2 separate regions of the Triticum aestivum genome follow, and region 2 is linked to region 1. A link is a contact called in public Hi-C data. All regions are on one chromosome and are shown on one strand. Each heading gives the region's core, a stretch centred on a gene start, on an enhancer-like site or on the middle of the called end of the contact. The rest is flanking DNA. Distances are from core to core; before and after follow the strand shown.

What was found. A called contact is a pair of places that touch in the nucleus more often than the background predicts.
Region 2: a Hi-C map of leaf shows a contact between it and region 1, with 5 times the contacts expected there. The contact joins the promoter of LOC123098408 here to the promoter of LOC123098407 in region 1. A contact is called at or near these places in 5 of 5 Hi-C or Micro-C datasets (leaf, root and an unstated tissue) and 1 of 1 datasets of contacts at active chromatin or transcription factors (leaf).

Annotation. Positions count from the first base shown.
Region 1 is chr4D:434,648,257-434,653,295 of IWGSC CS RefSeq v2.1, forward strand. It overlaps LOC123098407 (sulfate transporter 1.2), which reads right to left and starts at 1,398. Exons shown (of 14, transcript XM_044520384.1): 1 at 1,114-1,398.
Region 2 is chr4D:434,778,363-434,782,954 of IWGSC CS RefSeq v2.1, forward strand. LOC123098408 (low affinity sulfate transporter 3) reads left to right here and starts at 2,568. Exons shown (of 12, transcript XM_044520387.1): 1 at 2,568-3,221; 2 at 3,466-3,514; 3 at 3,673-3,880; 4 at 4,079-4,253. The coding sequence starts at 2,883.

The sequences.
Region 1 (5,039 bases), core at 148-2,647:
GTCATCAAGGGAACGACAATACAATTTCTTAAACCGTAGTTATGGACAAGTTCCACTACTTATGGCATGTTATAAGTTATAATAAGCTGCCCCCCGGTCTAGCCAGGCCCCAATAATGCAGTTGTTAACTCTAATTATGCACCGTCTGAACATGATCTGCGGCAGCAGAAGTACAGAATCAGACTGGAGATCGGCACAGTTAGTCATCGCGAAAACAGATCGTTTGATCAACTACTAGTTTAATTTTCACTAATTAACTAGTACTAGTAGCGTTTGGAAAACAAGGTATGCCATTTGCATGAACCTGGTCAAAGAACCGGTCAAAAGGCAGGTTAATGTGATGGGTTCCTGATGTAGGTGGAGGGTCCTAATGCACAGCTGAGACTGAGAGGCTGAGAGAGACCAACCGACGTGCTCCTCTGCCTAATAGATTCCATGCACTCTTGGTGGCTCTAATCACTTGCTTGCGAATGTACCGTGGCCCTGGCACACGTTGCTGCTAGCCTTTTTCCTCTCTCCATCTTTCCGTTCTAGTGGTGACCCAGTGGTGCTCTGCTATTTTCAATACAGTTTCAGGATGGGAGCATCTACAATGTTCAGTAAGACAGTAACAGCTCTGTGTAGACCAAGTTCCACACATGCATGACAAAATGGCATTTTTCTACTAGAATACATGATGAAATGGTATTCTTTCATGAAAAATTGTGAGAGATCGCAAGAACTCCCCTGTAAGAACCCAATGATATTTCTTTCTACTGTAAAACCCAAGACAGAAATAGACAGCAGAAGAACAAGTCACCTGTAGTGATCTGGTCCAGTTATCCTATCACACAAATCTAAGGAAAAAAAATCATGTTTAACATTCCAGAAATCATCTATAGATCACTCAAAAGTCAAAACTGAACAATGAAGGCCTGAAAAAGAATGCAACCACAAAAAGAACAGAGAGAAGGTGATAAAACAAAGGCGGGAACTAAAACCCTTTACGAACACGCGGTTGAAAAAGAACTTTTCTGTGGGGCTTTTGCCTGCCTAGCTGTGCCAAAAGGGAGAAAAAAATTCGAGAAAAAGCAAGAGAGAAATCGAAAAGAAGGAACAAGTGGTCTTTCTTACTGTGTTGTTCCTCTGGGAGCACCTTCGTGGAGCTCCGGACCTTTTCCTCCTGGCTTTTCCTGGGCCCCGCCAGTGTTCTACTCCGACTATACCTTCCAGCAGATTGGATGGTGGAGGGTCGCCTCGAACGTGGACGCGATTGTGGGTCAGGAGATCGACGACAGCGCCTTCATCACTATTTAAAAGATTGGGGGAGGAAGAAGCGAAAAGAGAGAAGGAGAGAGCGAGAGAGGGAGTCAAACCGTGTCCAGGTTCGATGAACCTGGTGGGGGAGGCAGCGCAGGCGTGAAGAACGGGATGGAAGTTAACCGCCTGTTGCCACGTTGACCTTGCTCGATATTACGGCAAGTCTTTACGGGTTGGGAGGCAGCCAGTTCACTGCCGTTGCATGCAGGGATGATGTACTGTACACGACCGCACAGCGTGTTTGTTGTAGCAAAATCACAACATTACCGTTTTGGTTTTCATTTTAGGCCAATTTCTCAACAAACCATGATTTGCAATCCAAACTAATTTTTTAATTTTATTTTGAGTTGGTATCTAAACTTATTCAAACCATCAGTTGTCTTGTCTAACAACCTGACATGAGAGATCCACTTGTCAACACATGGGATGCATAGATTGACGTGCACCCATGTCAAACGGGGCTTCTGGCTCTTGGAATAACACTAAGGGCATGTTCGGTAGCTCCTCTGGCTTCGGGCTGAGGATGAATGAGAAAACTCCACGGAATTAAAAGGTTTCGTTACTTAAATATGAATAACACCGCGACAAAGGATGAGTATTGTAAAAAAAAGGTGAGTTGGCTGTCAAGTGGGACCAACATTTATTTCAATAATATATTTTTCACATGTGCATCCTATATAAAGCTCTAGTTGTCATATTGACATACAGAGTTGTCATCTTGTCATCCCGTGCAACTTATCCTATAATAATGGATGCATATTAAAAATTACACGCGTTGTTCGAAAAAATAGTAGAGATAACTGCACACTCCGCTATGTTTTATGCATGGTATTTCCCCTACGCTGGCGGCTAGGGTTTTTCTCCTCTGAGGCGATCTGATCGCCTCCGAGTCCGGTTCCCTTCGTTCGTCTCCGGCCTTCGCCTATAGACCCCGACGGTCCTCCCCTTCTGTGGGCCGATGGTGTCCCCCTCGGACGCCAACTCTGCAACGAGCGACAGCGCCACAAAACCTGACCTGGAGAACTTCTTCGACCAACTAGATCTCAATGATGAGGAGTTCCAGGATGTCGAGATCGATGAGGATGATCCCGAGATCAATGAAAGTGTCCGGTGGCTGGCCCTAGCTAGGGTTCACACGGACAAAAACTTCAGCCCATCGGCTTTCTACAAGCATATGAGGGCGGCCTGGAATCCAGCGCAGAGCATGAGGTTTCGCCCGGTCGGCCCCAACAGATTTGTTGTCCAAGCCTCGTGTTTGGGTGATTGGGAACACATCATGTATCAAGGACCTTGGCTGTTCCGCAACTGGGCGGTGCTCTTGTGCAAGTACGACAGATTCAGCCGAGCCGAGGACGTGGTGTTTGTTCATATGCCTATTTGGCTTCAAATCCACAAGTTGCCGAATCCATACTGCAAAAGGAATATTGTGGAGAAACTACTGAAGGGTGCTGGAGAAATTTTAGAGATGAGGTTAAACGACAATACTCGTGGTGACTATGTCAGGGTAAGGGTGAATCATGATATTCAACAGCCTCTCACGAAATTTGTGAGTATTGTCCATGCAAGGGAGTGGCAAGTTTATCTGGTGCGTTATGAGAAGTTGGTCAGGTTCTGTAAAGTATGCGGTCTTGTCAGCCATGAGCACAAAGAATGCGGTCTGGGAATACACGATGAGAAGAAGCTAAAATACGGTGGTTGGCTGTATGCTGATGCTCCTAATCAGCCACGGCCAGATGCTAATCCGTCCAAGGCAGCCGACCTTCGGCCATCGGGCGTTGCTGTCCCAGCCGCCCCGGTGGATCCGGGGCAGGAGAAGTTCGACCCTGAAATTCTGGATACGACGTCTAGCTCGGTGAAGAATTCTGCGACCGTGATATAGGTGGACAAGGAGGTGAGGAAAAGGTTAAACATGGACCTAGTTGGGGCTGAACAAGTTATCACCTCAGGAACACCGAAACAGTTGCTTGCTATCACTGATGGAAGTGGGGGTGATTTGGGGGCGGGTCAATCGCCTTCGAGCAGCACCTCAAGCAGCAAACGTTTGAAGTTCTCAGCGGATACAGAGAAGAATGGGATATCGGCGGCCTCCCCCGAGGAGGACCGCCGGAAGCAATGAATATCTTATCATGGAACTGCCGGGGGGGACCGCCGGACAGTTCGTGAGGTGTCGGCCCTCTCAAAAGCCAATAACCCCAAACTAGTCTTTCTTTCCGAGACTAGACAAGATGCAAGGAAAGTTGAAAAATTGAAGTGGAGACTTGGTCTGAAAGGTTTCCATGGTGTGAGTAGTGATGGTAGAAGTGGTGGATTGGCTTTGTTCTGGGATGAATCTTTATCTGTAACAGTACTTGAAGCTTGCAATCGATTCATTGATGTCAGAATTATGGATGTGGGTTCAACTACTGCTTGGAGAGGGACCCTTGTGTATGGAGAGCCTAGAGTGGAAAATAGGCAGCGCACGTGGGATCACTTATGCCGCCTTCGGGCTGCCTCGCAGGATCCGTGGTTTGTCTGTGGTGATTATAATGAGGCACTATGGCAGCATGAGCACTTATCTATGAACTTGCACTATAAGAATCAAATGGTGGCCTTCTGAGACTGCCTTATAACATGTGAGCTTGAGGATCTCGGTTTCTGTGGGTTACCATGCACATACAATAATGGTCAGGAGGGTTCTCGCAACGTCCAGGTCCATCTAGACTGGGCGTGTGCGGATGAAGCTTGGCGGGATATTTTCCCTTCTGCGAAGGTGTTGCATCTAGCCACTTCGTGTTCGGATCATAGCCGTCTGTTAGTTCAACTAGAGGGAGTACAAGAGCAACGGCGCCGAGCCTCTGTCTCACGTTATGAAATCATGTGGGAACGGGACTGATACATCTCCAACGTATCTACTTTTTCTCACGCTTTTCCTCTTGTTTTGGACTCTAATTTGCATGATTTGAATGAAACTAACCCCGGACTGACGCTGTTTTCAGCAGAACTACCATGGTGTTGTTTTTGTGCAGAAATAAAAGTTCTCGGAATGGAACGAAACTTTGCGAGGATTTTTTATATCAATAATAAGAATTTCTGGAGCCAAGACCTGCCGGAGAGGGGCACCTGGGTGGGCACAATCCACCAGGGCGCGCCCCCCTCTCCTGACGCGCCAAGGTGGGTTGTACCCACCTGGTGGCCCCGCTGACCCTAAAACCGATGCTATAAATTCCTATTTTCAGAGAAAAAATCAGGGAGAAAGAATTATCGCGATCCACGAGACGGAGCCGCCGCCAAGCCCTATTCTTCCTCGGGAGGGCAGATCTGGAGTCCGTTTGGGGCTCCGGAGAGGGGGATCTTCCTTCTTCGTCATCACCAAACCATCTCCATCGCCAATTCCATGATGCTCCCCGCCAGGAGTGAGTAATTCCTTCGTAGGCTCGCTGGTCGATGAGGAGTTGGATGATATTCATCATGTAATCGAGTTAGTTTTGTTAGGGCTTGATCCTTAGTATCCACTATGTTCTTAGATTGATGCTGCTATGACTTTGCTATGCTTAATGCTTGTCACTTTGGGCCCGGGTGCCATGAACTCTGATCTTAACCGTTTATGAATTCATCATTATATCCATCTTTTAGATCCGATCTTGCAAGTTATAGTCACCTACTACGCGTTATGATCCAGTAACCCCGGAGTGACAATAACCGGAACTTCTTCCGGTGATTACCGTAGTTTGAGGAGTTCATGTATTCACTATGTGTTAATG
Region 2 (4,592 bases), core at 1,318-3,817, 130 kb after region 1:
CTGGTTGATTTAGCTGCAATGGGAGGAGGTAGTAGTACGAGTAAGAGCATCTCCAGCCGCGCCCCCAACAGGCCCTCCCCATGCGTTTTTGCCGCGCCGGCGCCGAAAAAACGGCCCAGCCCCCCCCCCCCCAGAAGCCCGTTTTTCGCCGGCACGGGCTGAATCTGGTGCTGGCGGACCCAGGCAGAACCCGGCGCCCTGGGGGCGCCTGGGGAGCCGGCACAAGCGAAAAGGCGCGTGGGTCCGCCCTGTCGCCGAGTCGAGCGCCTCTTCCCGCCGTTTCTCCCCGCTTTTCCCCCAGTTCCCTCCCATTTTCTCCTTTCCTCCCGCCATTCTCTCTCCCGCTCGCCTCCCAGCCGGCCGCCATGGCACCGAAGAAGTACGTCGTCCCCCGCGCCGCGGCAACCGCGACCGCCTCCGTCGCCCAGCCGAAGCAGAGGAAGCCGAGGGCGCCGCCGTCCAAGCCGCCGGGCATGACAAACGCCGATTGGAGGGTAGAAGTACAGTGACGGGAGGCCGTCACCGCCGACCGGCGGAACAGGGCCCTCGCCAAGAAGGCCCGTGACAACGCGGCACGCGCGACTGCGGGTGCCGCTGCCGCGGACCAGGCCGAGGCCGAGGCGGCACGCGCGGGGATGATGAATCCCCCCGGCAACCACGCGCCGTACGCGCCCTGGGGCCAGCAAGGTGTCGGGTCTCCGACGCCGCAGCCATGGGGATCGCCGGGCTACGCCGACGGGGACGTGCACGGTAGGTTCAACCCAAATGTCACGTTCCCCCATGGACACCCGGCCCAGCGCACGCCCTCGCCCGCCTTCACCGGCGTGCAGTACCCTCCATACAACTACTCGCCGCCCGCGTACGCGTCCTCCCCGACGCCCCCTCTCTGCCGTTGCGCACTGCCCTTCTCGCACCTCGGCGACGCCGACGAGACAGAGACCGACATGGACGACATCATCGCGGAAGGATTGTCCGCGGCCGCCGCGTCTCCCGGGTTCACCGTGGATGAGGCGGTGGATCTCAGCGGCGGCATGGACGGCGAGCTCGGCTACGTCTACGGCGACGAGGAGCAGGAGGAGCAGGAGGAAGAGGACGAGGAGGAGGACGAGGACGAGGAGGAGCCGGTGAGGAGGCGCAAGAAGAAGAAGCGGACGGCCAGGTCAGCCGAGCCGCGCATCAAGTGGGCGTCCAAGGAGGAGGAATGCCTCGCCGAGGCATGGAAAGTCGTCTGCCTCGACCGGACCACCGGCGCGAACCAGAGCATCGACACATACTGGGCGCGCATCAAGGCCGAGTTCGACGAGCGCAAGCTCGTCGACCCCTACTTCAAAGGCATCTACATGCAGCGCGGGTCGAAGGCGATGGCGAACCATTGGGGGCGCATCCAGGGGGCGTGCAACAAATGGCATGGTGTCGTCGAGGAGGTGGCCGCTCGCCCGGAGAGCGGCGCCAGCATTGAGGATCAGGTATGCCACGCCGGTCTCTCGTCTCTCTTCGCCGTGTGCGCCCGCCAACTGTTTGTCCGTCCCCGCGCAGTTGCTGCGCATGTTCGGCCTGTATAGGCAGAGCAACAACGACGCCGAGTTCAAGTACCTCCACGTTTACAAGCGCATTGACAAGTGCGACAAGTGGGCGGAAGTCCGGCGCACCCTCGAGAAGGCCAAGGAGACATACAAGCCGGACGCGCCGGCTCCGGGCGCGTCAGAAGGGCGGCCGAACAGCAACAAAGGTGCCAAGAAGGGGAAACACGCCGACGCGGCCACCGCTCGCGTGCAAGAATCCATCCAGCACTGCCTCGCCGACGCACAGGCCCGGGCCGTCCTTCGTGAAGAGAAGACCGAGGCGCGGTGGTCAGCGTTGATGTCGACAAGCGCCGTCAAGCTCGACCTACTCCGGACCAACGTCGCCGCGAAAAAGAGGAACACCGACCTGGCTTTCCTGCTGGGCGGGGCGGACATGCTCTAGAGCACCGACGAGGCGGTCAAGGCGTGGTACAGGGCGCATGTCGGCCTCATCCTGGACCAGCTTCCCTCGACGGCGCCGCCCACGCCCACGCCCACGACGACGCCGCCCACGCCCACGCGCATGCCGACGCCGCCAACAAGCCCGACCGATGATGCCGCCAAGACTGCCCGCAGCGCAGAAGCCACGCCGCCAAGCACAGAGACCACGTCAAGCCCGCGCACGCCGACTCCGCCGACGCCGGAGGCCGACCTCGCCGTCTGATGCGCGTTTCTGTTCTGATTTTTGTACGCCGAACTTTTCATCGATCGCCGATCACCGCTTGATCGCCGGATTGTGGCGTTTATTTTTGGGCGCGGGAATGAACTATGTTTGAATTTGCCAAGGCTGGAGGGGGGGGCTGGGGCCGTGGCTGGGGGCGCAGTTTTTCGGCGCCCTGGGAGGCCGAACGGCCGGAGATGCTCTAAGATGCAGTAGCAGCAGCAGCAGAGCCAATCATCGAGGAATCAGTGAAAGTGGTGGCCACCGAGATGCATGTGGCCAGCTTTGTGAGCATTGTCCATGGCAGCACTAGCGCACACCCATATATAGCACCCAACATCTCAATCTGCATCCGCACGGCCGCACACACGCATCCCGCCTCCGAGAGCGAGCGAATTTTCTCTCGAGGCCGGGGGCTCATATGTGCATGGGTGTCGTCTACCTCTCCCCAGGAATCATATCGCAATCCACGACGACCGTGACTCGTCGCCGGTGATGTCTACACCAGAGGAAATCTAGAGCAACCAGCCGCCCGCCTCGCAGTCGATCGTGTCACCTCACCCTCGAGAGATTCTCTCCTCCATCTATCCAACAACAAGAGCCCCCTTTTAAGACCAAGCGGGAGTTCCCCCAAACACTTCAGTTACCGTCCGTCATTCATGGAGTCGTCGTCGTCCACGGCAGCCGTCGAGACGGCCGTCACGGTGCCGCCGCCGTCGACATTCGACGTGTCCAGGCGGCCCGACACGGCCGGCCTCGTCCTCAACAGCCCCCGGCCGCCGAGCCTGCGCGAGGAGCTCGTCGGCGTGGTCGGCAAGGCGTTCCGCCCGCACGGGAGCGGCCACGGTGGTGACCGCCGGCCGCCGCGGTGGGCGTGGGTCCTGGCCGCGCTGCAGGCCGTCTTCCCGGTGCTGCAGTGGGGCAGGACCTACACGCTCAAGTCCTTCCGGAGCGACGTCATGGCCGGCCTCACGCTCGCCAGCCTCGGCATCCCGCAGGTACGTGCGCGCCACCGCCGAACGCCATCGTGCGATCACTGGTGACGCCATACGTGCGCGCTTCAGTTCTCTCTCCTACTAGTAACAAACAGTTTTTGTCTTGCATAACTTGGTCAGCGACTGACATCAAAAAGGAGCATTAATCATCTACGCAGTTTTTGCCTAGACATATATCTTGACGTTCACAGTGATGATCTGCTCCTCCGTATCGATCTGAAAATGCTAATTAATCCACTGTGTGCAGAGCATTGGATACGCCAATCTGGCGAAGCTGGACCCCCAGTATGGCCTTTGTAAGCATCACAACTCACCAGCTTTTGTTTTGCCTCGCTTCTGTAATATCTCCTGAAATAATTTGCATCGCCATGTTTTGTTTCGATCCCACTGCTCCGGACTAATCGATCTCTTGTTGGCACGACGACTGACGTGACATGTGTGGCGGCATGGGCAGACACGAGCGTGGTGCCGCCGCTGATCTACGCCGTGATGGGGACGTCGAGGGAGATCGCCATCGGGCCGGTGGCGGTGGTGTCGCTGCTGCTGTCGTCCATGGTGCAGAAGGTGGTGGACCCGGCCGTGGACCCCGTCACCTACCGCACGCTCGTCTTCACCGTCACCTTCCTCGCCGGCGTCTTCCAGGTCTCCTTCGGACTCTTCAGGTACGTCGTAGAATTGTTTACTCTCTTTATATTTTTGAAAAGTTCAAGTGCAGCTCTGCTCTGTTTTCGACCATGGACCGGCAGCCGACTCTCGAGTCTTGACTGACCGAGAGTGTGTGCCCGGGCCGGTCGTTTCGTTTCGTCTCGTCGCGTCGCGTCGCGTCGGTTAATAAGATAAGAAAACTGTGGTGCATGCAGGCTGGGGTTCCTGGTGGACTTCCTGTCGCACGCGGCCATCGTGGGGTTCATGGGCGGCGCCGCCATCGTCATCGGGCTGCAGCAGCTCAAGGGCCTCCTCGGCCTCTCCCGCTTCACCAACAGCACCGACGTCGTAGCCGTCGCCAAGGCCGTCTTCTCCGCGCTCCACGACCCCGTCAGTCTCGCCCATCTCCTGCCATCATCATAAACTTACCCTCTGAATTTCACCGACACCACACGTACGTTGAGTGACTGACGCGGTAACAAGATCGATTAACGGATAATGGAACAAAATAAAGTCATTTAAGTCGATATAAGTGTCACTTTCTTGTCTGCTTTACTCATTATATGCTATGCTCACTTGGACTTATTAGACGGCTGGGAGGTTTCAAAAAAGGGGTGGTCGAGGTGCCACCAAAACTTATTATGCCAGATAGAAATGCTAGTCCCTATCGTCTTCTCCGCAATATGCCACATGATATTGGTAGCAAGGGACAAATGCTGTCTTAATTTC